2 separate regions of the Pan troglodytes genome follow, and region 2 is linked to region 1. Evidence: chromatin contacts called from public Hi-C data. All regions are on one chromosome and are shown on one strand. The core of a region is the stretch at or near the end of the contact, and the rest is flanking DNA. Distances in the headings are between cores, read along the strand shown.

Region 1 (5,987 bases), core at 2,294-4,793:
CTCAGCTTTTCCTCCCAGAAGCAGAGTCCAGGCCTTGTCTATGAATCAATACATGTTTGAGAGAGTCCACAAAGAAGCAACATTACTTTAGAGAAAACCATTAGCACTGACTTTGTTCATTGATGCTACACTATCACAAATATACAGAAAAAAACCATCCAACTAGTTTTAGCTGAGGGAAAAAATAAATTCTAATTACTCTTATTTCCATAAGCAGTATATTATGCATGTCTAATTTCCATGTAGCACAATAACAGTGTGTGGATCATTAAGTGGGTCAGTTGCGTTTCCTTTCAAAGCTGAACTCTCATCAGGTATGTTCAGTCTTCAAAGTTTGCTGATCCTGTAGCAGGGCTGTCTGCTTTCAATTTAGGGGGAAAATATCATTAGAAGAGAATGTTGGCTTAGACACAGAAGCCAGGGAGGGCAGAGGAACCTAACAGGCCAGGGAGGGCCCTCTGATCCTTCATGATTAGCTGTACGACCTCAGGCAGGCCAATTTACCCCTCTGGGTTTCTTTTCCCCCTCCCCAGGGTGGGGAACCCGGGGTACTGGTTTGCCATTCTTTTAAGCAGTAGTCTCTGGTTTTTTTTGTCTAAATGAAACATATGCAGAAGCCCAAAATATAAAGCAGGTGAAAGAACAGCTGCCTAAAGCTGCCTTTGACGTATCTTCATAGAACCCTGGGGTTCTGGCTCATCCTATAATCTATTAGTTTGTAAGAACGAACAGGGCTGGCAAGCACCCCTACGCAACTCTCACAGATTTGAGGGAGGGGCCAGAATAACACCCGCATGGTGAAAGGTGGCATCCCAGGAGCATTCCTAGTGTACCTGGAGGTTAACTTGAAGGCCCCTGCAAAAATAGGTGAAGAGGAACCTTTCATTGTAAACTTCTGGCGATAGTGGTTAAGAGGCATACTTGGAGTTTTCTCACACTCAAAAAAACTCAAACCAAGTGATTTTTATCTCAAATCTACCTCTCCAGATGGTTGGTGAGGATTCAATGAAGTGTTAAGTTATGCATCAATTTCAAAAGAGTCAGTTTTGAAACCTGTGGTTCTCCAAGCTCTAAAATCCTAAGCTATTTGTCCTAATGACACAGCAGACTGAACTCTAGAATACCACAGGAATATCACACCACTGCAAATTACTAGGTGGTGCTGAGTCTCCCAAAACACAGAAGTGAAACAAAAGCATTGCACTGTTTTTGAAATGCATATTCGATATGGACTAATCAAATAGGTTTTGAGATTATTTTCCTGGAGGCAGAATTATTCCGCACGGTTACACAGCCCTTAGTTTTCCCCTTTGTTGTATCTATCTATGTATAAACACATGGCCCATATAGTAGGCTATTTTCCTCTCGCTGAAGCTTCTGAAGACAAGGCCTTTTTGTCAAGGGTAAGTGCAAAACCAGTCAACCTTACAAAAGGAGTCATTTAATGCTCAATTTTCCAACTTTCCTATGATTAAACACTTCTAAGCTCAAACGCTGTTATTGTAATCTAGATGGTGTTTTCTTTCCCCCTTCCCCAACAAATGTTTAAATTGTCTCCGCTGGATTCCCCCATCCCCAACTCCCCCCTACCCCCATCTGACCTTGAAAACAGAGAAGTTTTCCTTTTCTCTACTTACCCTAAACTATTTAAAAATCGAGGCCCTCTGACCTTTTTACAACACTCTTCTTGTCTGACACACCAAATGTTAATCTGAAAGCCAAGAGGAGGGAAAAGGTCTTGCAGGGCGGGGAGGGGGTTGTGGAAAGGGGGTGGAGGTACTATATATTTGGCATCAGCTCAGAAATTCAGAAATGTTTGTGCAACCACTCCCCCAGCCAGGATCCTCCCCCACCCCCCACCCGCAACTGCCTTCTAACACATTAATAAAAAAAGATGTGAGCAGACGAAATTGGAGAGCCCAGGAGGGACAGCTAAGGCGGTCATGATTTTGTACCCAGGGAAGACCACTGATCACCATCCCACATGTCCACCCCTCCTCCCTCCCTTCCAACGTGCCAAGTTTAGGATTGGGACCTCTGCAGCTTCCACCCCCATCCCCTGAGGTGGCCCGGTAAACTTGCGGCAGTACCACCCATTAACAGCTTGTGTGAGGCAAACGGAAGGACTGACACAGCAGCCTCTGCGCGTCGGGACAGCAGCGCTGTGCACCTTAAGAATCGTTTGTGTTCTTTAAAAAAAAAAAAGAAAAAAAAAGTGCAATGAGCGCACAGGCCTGGAATACATTAACTTGTGAACCGACTCTGACACAACTCGAGAGAGTCCGTCTCTCCCTCAAACAAAAAGAAGGTGGGGGGGCGGGGGAGAAAGGCCAAGGCACATTACCATCCTGTCCCGAGCTTTCCAGATACTCCGTCAGGTCACAGCCAAACGCGCTGGCGGCTCCCTTTCGTTTCAGCTTCTGCTTAGCACCCTTGTTCTTCATGAGTTAGTCCCAAAGAGGCTGCCCCTCCGTCTCTGCCGCCCCTCTGCTTGGCACCGCTGTAAGATGGGCTCCCGGGCTAGATCACCGGCTGCCCCGCGGCTCGGGGGGGCCGCATCGGAAGATGGAAGAACTTGGGCTGGGGGCCCTGCGCATGGACCCCGCGGGCCGCGGGCCGGCAGAGCCTGAGATCCACCCTGCGCCGCTCCGGGGCCGCCGTGCCGAGGCCGTGCAGACTGGCAGCCGCGGGCCGGCTCGCCTGGGAGTGTCACTTCCTCACTCGGAGTCCTAGGGACTTTCACAGGCTCCTGCGGTGTCTTCGGGTGTTTCTCCTCCGCTTAGGAGGGAGGGCAAGCTCTCCCCCCGCCTTCCTAAGTGCCCCGGAGAGGACGCGGACGCGGGGCGAGGAGACTGCCCAGGGGGCTGCGGTGGGTCCTGCGCCCTGGGCCCGCTGTCTCGCCTTCAGACGACTTTGGTAGAGCGAAAAACAAGCATCCTGTCCCTGCTGCCCGCCCTCACGCCTTCCTTTTTTTCCTGTCTTACAAATCCTAGGATCATCCAGCTCAGGAAATGCTGGAAGGAAGTTAGCTAGGGAGGGGGGCGGAGGGTGGAAATTTTTGGCAGCTCGGTGCTTGTGAGTGTGTGGAGCTAGAGGAAGTAGGTGGGTGGGTTGAGGAGCACGGGGTTGGGGTAGAGAACGCGTTCTCCCGAGAGCAGTTCTGCGACTCCAGAGATAACTGGGCAGCCCCGGAGGAAATCGCGCTCTCCTCGCAGGACCCGCAGCCGCAGCCGCCGCTTCCTGCCCCGCCGAGCCGGCTCTTTGAAGTGGCGGGAGGAGGTGCGCTGGCATTCTGCGGGGACCGTGCTGGTTGGGACTTTCAGAACCCTCTGCCCTGGTTTTATCCTCATTGTCATCGTATCTTTGACACTTTCTATTTCGGTGCCCGCCTGTCTGCTACGCAAATACTTAAAGAGTAATGACAGAGACAAACAGGGGACTCCAGCGGAGAAACCTGACAGGCAGTGGCTTCACGCCGGCCACTCCCATCCCAACCTCCTCTGCAGCGTTCGTGCACCCCCACCTCAGCTCACTCCCCTCCCACGCTGGGGTAAAGATACCCCTGGGCAAAGAGAGGCTGCAGCTTTGTAACCACTGCCCAGGAAATCAGATTTCTGGTTACATATTCAAGACACATACATACACACACACACACACACACACACACACACTACTGCAAAGTTTTCTAAATGGAAGTGATTTGGGGGGGACAAACCAGGATTTAAGATGCCTCTGACACATGAAATGTGAAGAAAGCAGTCTCCCAGGTTCTTTCATAATTTGTTTCAAGTTGTTTCAAGAGGGCATGTTTTTTTCTTCTCCAGTTAGATTTTAAATTCTTTAACTTCTGTGTACTCAACACACAGAAAGCACTCAAATTCTTGTGATTTAACCATTTGAGGATTAGATGAAACTTCCTGTATAAATTCAAATCCATATACAGGCTTGAAGGATAGGGGCATATGTCATACAGCTCAGATTGCTGGCAAAGCTGCATCCGTAGCATTTTAGGTACTGAATCCCTTTACAGTCACTGTCTCTCTATGTATCACCTTAACAGTCTATGAACTTTGACCCTTGACATTTTCTCTATGTCAGAGGTCACAACTTGATAGCCAGCCTGCCAGATCTGGCCCATAGATGTACTTGGCTGGCAGACACCATGCTTTAACACGTTTTAAAATTAGTAGCTAGCATTAAAAAGTTAAGAGATTTCACATAAGATCTGAATTTCTGGCTTCTCTTGAAAAAATGGAAGATCTAGTTACACCACAAGTGCATTCCCATATGGCAAGGACGGCTGATGCTGAGTTGTGGCAGGCCCCTTGGAGGCACCCTCTTTAGAGAGACGACTCTTGCAGTTTTGCAGACCCCACGGCCTGTCTTCCCCCTTTTGCACCTGCCTGGCCTCTGCTGCCACTTGAGTTTGCAGCCCAACCTCTATGAATTGTCTTTCCTGTTTTTCATTTTCCATCTCTCAGTGACACTGAGAAGCATTTGCCCCAGTCATCTTGGTGAAATGTCTTCAAGTAACCACAGACTCATTTGTCTCCTTCCTCTCCCACCTGCAAGGTAGTCCCGCCCAGACGATGAGCTCTTCACCATGCCTCTCAGCTTGGTTTATTCCTTTCCAGGCCCACTCAATGAGGACCATCCACTCCTCAATTATTAAAGTAACTCCTAGTGGGATTTGTTGAGTCCAATCTCCTCCACTTCCTCCATCCTATGTATTAAAAGCTTGAGGAGTCATCTTGAAGGATTGCTGTTGTTATATGCCTGCCTGCCTTGCTGAAAACCTTTCAATAGCTCCCCGAGTCCTACTTTTAGGGCAGCAATTTCTAAGCATTTTGTAAACTGCTTGGAGAGTATCTGATAAGGTATTTGGTACAATGGCTTGTTCCTCCCTTTATTTATAGAGAAGCAGCTCCATATGGGACTATAATGATCACTATTAGCATTTGCTTAGCAGTTTACTTCAGCAAGGACTTTTGCATTCATTCTTTCATCTGACTTACGTGGTGGATTTCATCATCTTGTCAGCAAAAGAGAGAGGCTGAAAGAGCCCCTTTTCTGAGTGCAAATAATGGAGAAATTGCCAAGCCCTGTTAATTACCTTTTTAAATATTTTAAAACTTCCTTTTAATGTTTCATTTTCAAGTAATTCCAGCTTATAAATAATTTACAGGCCAGGCGCAGTGGTTCACGCCTGTAATCCCAGCACTTTCGGAGGCCGAGGTGGGCGATCACGAGGTCAGGAGATCGAGACCATCATGGCTAACGCGGTGAAACCCCGTCTCTACTAAAAATACAAAAAAATTAGCCGGGCATGGTGGTGGCAGGCGCCTGCAGTCCCAGCTACTTGGGAGGCTGAGGCAGGAGAATGGTGTGAACCCGGGAGGTGGAGCTTGCAGTGAGCCGAGATGGTGCCACTGTACTCCAGCTTGGGCGACAGAGCGAGACTCCGTCGCAAAAAAAAAAAAAAAAAAATTTACAAAAAAATAGTCAAGGAATTCCCATATACCTTTCACCCAACTTCCCCAAATATTAATATCTTATACAATGAGAGTATAGTTATCAAAATTAGAAAGTTTATATTGATACAATAATATTAATCAATCAACACTTTCTTCAAGTCTGAATTAATTTTTAAATTACATACAATTTTTATTAAATATGGTCTTTCTCATAATGAAGGCTATCAGTTAAGCATGCAAACAATAATTTACAAGTAATTCTCAAAATACTTCAAAAATACTTCATAGTATAACTTTAGCTATGTACAAAATCCCCATAATCACCATCAAACCCGGCAGTTGTAGTTTGTTGAAAAACAGGGCTGTCTAGGTGAAGCAGTGAGGCCAGTTAGTGACCTTAACATAGCCCTGAGATTCTTCTATGCTTTACTTAGAATTTCCCCGAATGCCTCTGGCATCATAGGATTTTCAACCTGGAATGGCCTGATGGACATTTTGATCCCTGCTTCATGT
Region 2 (5,987 bases), core at 1,390-3,889, 390 kb before region 1:
TCTGTTATCTGTCCCTACTGTTTATCTCAATTCTCTTAGCTCTCTAAACTCTGTTAGATATTTATCTTCCTTTTCTTCCTTGTTCATTTCCTATACATAAAAATGCAATAGCACAAGTGAATACAGATCAATGATTAGTTTTAAAATAAAAAAAATTTTGCTTTGCATTAATTAATTAATTAATTTTTTTTGAGACAGTCTCACTACATCACCCAAGTTGGAGTGCAGTGGCACAATCTCGGCTCACTGAAATCGCCACCCACTGGGTTCAGGTGATTCTCATGCCTCATCCCCCCAAGTAGCTGGAATTACAGGTTACCACTCCTGGCTAATTTTTGTATTTTTAGTAGAAATGGGTTTTCACCATGTTGGTTGAGCTGGTCTCAAACTTCTGACCTCAGATGATCTGCCTGCCTTAGCCTCCCAAAGTGTGGGATTACAGGTGTGAGCCACTGCACCAGGCCTTGCCTTGCATTTAGATAAATTAAGTACGATAGTAGACAGAGTACAGGGAGAAGATGATGAGACTCAGGATTGCCACTTTCAAGTTATGCAGCCTTGAACAAATGTACACCTCTGAACTTCAATTTTTCCCCAACTTAAATGTAGATAATAATTTTGACTGCCATGAAGATTAAATGATGGTTCACAACCTCGACAGCCCTACATATATGGAAGATATTGTGACTGAAGGTGACATTGTTTCAACTGAATACATATTCTAAGTGAACACATTAGTTTTTTAACTTTTAAATTTTTAAAAAATATTTAGATTTCAAATATTTTCTCCCAATTCTATCATTTATTTGTTAACTTTGTCTATAGTATTGTATGTAAAACCCCAAGCCTTTATTTCGGTGTAATGAATTTCTTCAATTTTTTTGACATGCAATTTGTACTTTTGAAATGTTGTAACATAAGTTATTTCCCCATCCCTCAGTATTAAAATATTCTCCTCCACAATTTGCTATTAATTTCATATTTCAATCTTTCCAATCTAGGTCTTTAATGCATCTAGAGCTCTTCCTTTTAATGTAGTGTTTAATTTTCTCCAGATGGTTAGCCTATTTTCTTTTCCCCAATGATTTGTTGAACCACATTTTATTGTATATTAAGGTTACAAGTGATGTTGATATTGCTCATCCAGGAAGCACTGTTTGATTAGCAAGATTCTAAACAATGTGAGTTAGCACCTAGTTGAAAGAATTGATAATAATGGATGAGGGTGAATTTAGAACATGAGGGTAATGTGTTGTATTATTAAAAATATCAATCCAGAAGGAAATAAAAATCATCCTTATTGAAAGTTTTCAGATGACAAAATGGGGATGGTCTTAGTAACCTGAAAAATACACATACAGAAATTACTCTTATACAGCACCAGTTCACAGACACGCCTGTAAATTCCCTGAGTTAAATATCTATAATATAGAAACAAACTTTGATTAGGTGATGCTGAAAGTTTAAGTACCTAAAAATACCTATCACCCAGCAGCTATTGAACAGTGCCTCCAAGTCCTGCTTTAAAAAATGATTTTATTGGCCAGGCGCAGTGGCTCACGCCTATAACCTAGCACTTTTGGAGGCTGATGTGGGCGGATCACCTGAGGTCAGAGTTCGAGACCAGCCTGGCCAGCATGGCGAAACCCTGTCTCTACTAAAAAATGCAAAAATTACCCGGGCGTGGTGGTGCACACCTGTAATCCCAGCTACTCAGGAGGCTGAGGCAGGAGAATTGCTTGAACCCAGAAGGTGGAGGTTGCAGTCAGCCAAGATCGTGCCACTTCACTCCAGCCTGGGCGACAGAGCAAGACCCTATCTCCAAAAAATAAAATAAAATAAAATAAAAGAGTTTATTGCCTGTTTCCAACAATTCTCTGCAGGAAAAAAATCCAATGATTATATCCATTTCGTTGCGAATAAGACGGGCACCAGTTTATCTATGTACCTGAGGAAATGCTATGGAAATGGTATTTTTCAATTTTATTCATCAGTATATTAATAAATATATGACTGAATAATTCATACTGAATTCAGATCAGTTGGAGGGGGGCTATAAATGCAAATTAGCTGAGGATTTAATGTGCGTAGGAGGTGTATAGGGGGTTAGAGGACCTTTTAAATTCCCCCAGTAGTTGTGGACTCGGTGGCTCTATGTCTTTGCTATTCATTTTTAAATAGGTCAATGAAAGAGAGGAAAGGCCTGCAGTGTGTGGGGATCAGGAAGAAGGCGGATAAAAGAAAAGGGGGAAACTAGTCTGTTATTCAAGGGAACTGGCTTTCACTTGTGGTTTCTCCTGTTTGGCTTGAACAAATCATTTCACCATCTTGGGCTTCCGTTTCGATATTGGGTGGGGAGGAGCGGGTGTTACGAGATCTCTCAGTTGTCTTGCTGCTTTCTTTCTTCGTGAGCCCTCCCCAAGTTGATTTAACAAATACTCTATGACCTAGAGTCCTAGAGTGTAAATACCACAGTCCAGGTGAGCGTTCCGCGGGCCTCCTTGCGCATGCGCTGAAGGGGCACCCTCGCGTTAAGGCCCGAATTTTGCCTCTTCTGCGCACGCGCTCCTTTTAAATTCCCCACCTGTCAGAGAGAAGCAGGACTTCCTGTACTTTTTAGAGCGACTGCCGGAAGTGACTGCGGACGAATCGGCGTTTGGCGAGGCTGGCATAGATTTGGCTGTCTCCGCTCATAGCTGCTTTTGGCGCGAAAGATGCCGGGTCTGGTTGACTCAAACCCTGCCCCGCCTGAGTCTCAGGAGAAGAAGCCGCTGAAGCCCTGCTGCGCTTGCCCGGAGACCAAGAAGGCGCGCGATGCGTGGTCAGTGCGCAGCCGGAGAGGGCGCGGCCGACGAGCCCCGGGCCGCGGCCTGTGCCTTCCGGTGCCTATGCCCTACGGCCTCTGCCCTCTGCCTTCTGCCCTCTGCGCTCTGCCTTCTGCCCTCTGCCCTCTTCCTTCCCCCCTTCCCCCACTCCTCCTCCCTGTCTGCCCCCGCCCCGCCCCATTGCGGCGCTCTGGAGATAATTATTGGGCCTTGTAGGTTTCGTGGTCGGGTCTCTGTTGACTTATCCCGTAGCTTAGTCCCCGGAAACGATGGAGAGAGAGGAGAACGGCAAGCTTCAACCACTCATTCCTTCCTACAAATGTGTTTTGAGTATCTGTTATGGGTTAAGCACTGCGTTAGGTCCGAAGATGTAGACATGGATAAAGATGCATCTTGATATAAAGGAGCTTAAAGTTAATGGAGACATAAACCAATGACTTGTATACCACGTGGTAAGGGCTATGATAGATTTGTTAAGACCAAACAGGAAAGGTTTTCTGGTAATTTCTAAGGCTTTCTCCCAAAATTTAGAGACAGTAGGACACAGAGTGTATTCCTTACAGTTCTGAAGAGTTACGCTTCAACCCTTTTAAGGCAACCAAAAGTTGAAAATCAACCAGTCTACGACGCAGGGGACAAAGTATTAAGAATAGTTCATCTAGATTGTCAATCCACAAAAGATTTGTTCTCATTTTATATAGCCTCTCTTGTGGAGCAAATCTCATTAGAGGACGTCCTCAGATAACGTGAATGTGCATCTCTTCCTCTGGCCCCTTTTGTCTTCCCAGATAGTAGATATAAGAAAGAAATCATTAGTGCTATAATGGGATAATAAGAGTGTAGGAGCTTAGTGCTTTTATTAATCCTCAGTACTTTGTAAATAATACGGGTAGGATTGAAAGACTGCAGTCTGAACAAATTGTTCCAGTGGTAACAGTAAGTGCTGTTGAACCTTGAATAGTATGACAGCATGATTAAGAGTCTGGGATCCACAGTCAAGGTTTGAATGTTAATCCACTAACTTGGTGACCTTGAGCCTCATGTGTCTGTAAAATGACTCTAATAAAAGAAACTCCCTCCAGTATTATTGTAAAGATTAATGATACAAACCATGTCAAGTGGCTAACACAGTATACATGGCAATAAATGATCAATGAATGCTAGCTATTATCTTCACAATGATCTCACTATCCCAGGCAATCTCCCATTTGCAGGCAGCTCTTGAGCTATTGAAGCATGGGTAGAGTTTCCATGGAAGGAGAACCTATTCCCTTTGTTAAATTCCTTTTGCCTCGATTGCCTCAGACCACGTGGGTTCTCCCCAAATATCCATAGTCAGGAGTCAGTTTTTCCTTGTAATTGAATTGGGCTTAACTTGATTATTTGCTAAATCACATTTTCAGGCCTTAGAAATAAAGCTGTGTAGTCCTAGTCTTTACTTTGTGAATTTTACAAGTAAAATATTCTTTGATCATCATGAGGGGTGCTTATCTCGGTCTCCTGGCTACCAGATGTTTTTGATGTAATTAGAAGTAGATTTATTTGGTTGTGTTTGAATGTAGGGCAAAATCAGAAAGTTAATTTCTCTGTGATAATAAGCAGAAAGTTGAGCTGTTCTCTGTGCCCTTCATTTAGCATAAATATTTTACTCAGTCAGTTTATTTCTTTATAGAGCAGTGTTACTCCTTGGATATTGACTAGAGGCAATATTTAATATGCGTGATTATTTCTTATCAGATTTCCCCCCCAAAATCACTTATCTGTGGAATGTCTTCATAGGCATGGGCATATCATAAGATCAAATAAAAACAAAGCTGTTTGAGGTAATAGCATTTGTTTTAATTCCAGCTACATTCCATTATACCCGTGTTTTGTCTCACTCCCCATCACTATCATGCATACTTAATAATGTGCTTAATGCATATTTAGATAACAAGTACATTTTGTTTTATAGTATCATCGAGAAAGGAGAAGAACACTGTGGACATCTAATTGAGGCCCACAAGGAATGCATGAGAGCCCTAGGATTTAAAATATGAAATGGTAAGCTTCTTGCTTCAAAGTTGTGTATTGCTTTACAGATTTAGCAACAATTGGGCTACATTCTCTCTGAAAGGTAGTTCACCTGGTTAATCTAAAATGCCTAAGTATCGATTTGAAAAAACCATGATTTTTCAGTTCCCAATGAAGGGAGTAAATTATGTCAGTAAAGACAGTCATTTAGCGGATTGGGGAAGGGGAGAACTGAGCTTTTAAGAAAGGGTTTGACAAAAGCCTTTGGGTCCCATGGCTTTAGGAAAATTGACTGAAGGAACTAAAAGAAACATATTCTCTTTCTTGTTTCTAATATTGTGGGACTTCAGTAAATGCCTTTTTTTTTTTTTTTTTTTTTTTTTTTTTTTTTTTTTTTTTTGAGACAGGGTCTGACTCTGTTACCCAGGCTGGGGTGAAGTGGCCCAATCACAGCTCATTGCAGCCTCAACCTGGGAGGTTCAGGTGATCCTCCCCTCAGCCTCCTGAGTAACTGGGACTACAGGTGTGGGCCACCATGCCTGGCTAATTTTTTGTATTGTTTTTTAGAGATGGGGTTTCACCATCTTGCCCAGGCTGGTCTCAACCTCTTGGACTCAAGCAATCCTCCTGCCTTGGTCTCCCAAAGTGCTGGGATTAAGAGGTGTGAGCCACTATGCCTGGCCAAAGAATGCTTTTAAGTAGGGAGTGGGTATCCCATGGAAGTATTGCTTTCTGAAAAATGAAAATGGAATTGTAGCATGCTTTATTCGAATAAAACTAAAGCCTCAGGCCATTTTTTTTTTAATTAAAAAGTAAACTTTAATATCAAAAATGCAAACTTGGGGAAGACAGAAAAGATCACACACAGGGCTGTCACTTCACACTTGGAAGGTTGCACAGCGGCCGGGCAGAGGTGCTCCTCACTTCCCAGACGTGGGGCAGCCGGGCAGTGGTGCTCTTCACTTCCCAGACAGGGCGGAAGCCAGGCCGAGGCACTCCTCACTTCCCAGACAGTGGGCAGCTGGGCAGAGACGCTCCACACTTCCCAGACGGTGGGGCGGCCAGGCAGAGGCACTCCTCACATCCCAGACGGGGCGGCAGCTGGGCAGAGGCGCTCCTCACATCCCAGACGGGGCAGCAGCTGGGCAG

What was found. Hi-C and Micro-C count contacts between places; a contact is called where the count stands out from the background.
Region 2: a contact with region 1 is called in a Hi-C map of stem cell-derived neural progenitor cells, with 4 times the contacts expected there. The contact joins the promoter of COX17 here to the promoter of ARHGAP31 in region 1. A contact is called at or near these places in 2 of 7 Hi-C or Micro-C datasets (induced pluripotent stem cells and stem cell-derived neural progenitor cells) and 1 of 1 datasets of contacts at active chromatin or transcription factors (stem cell-derived excitatory neurons).

What each region holds. Positions count from the first base shown.
Region 1 is chr2:122,593,531-122,599,517 of NHGRI_mPanTro3-v2.0_pri, reverse strand. It overlaps ARHGAP31 (Rho GTPase activating protein 31), which reads right to left and starts at 3,543. Exons shown (of 12, transcript XM_001162142.7): 1 at 2,345-3,543. The coding sequence starts at 2,444.
Region 2 is chr2:122,978,000-122,983,986 of NHGRI_mPanTro3-v2.0_pri, reverse strand. It overlaps COX17 (cytochrome c oxidase copper chaperone COX17), which reads left to right and starts at 2,639. Exons shown (of 3, transcript NM_001252540.1): 1 at 2,639-2,821; 2 at 4,780-4,868. The coding sequence starts at 2,715. The coding sequence ends at 4,864.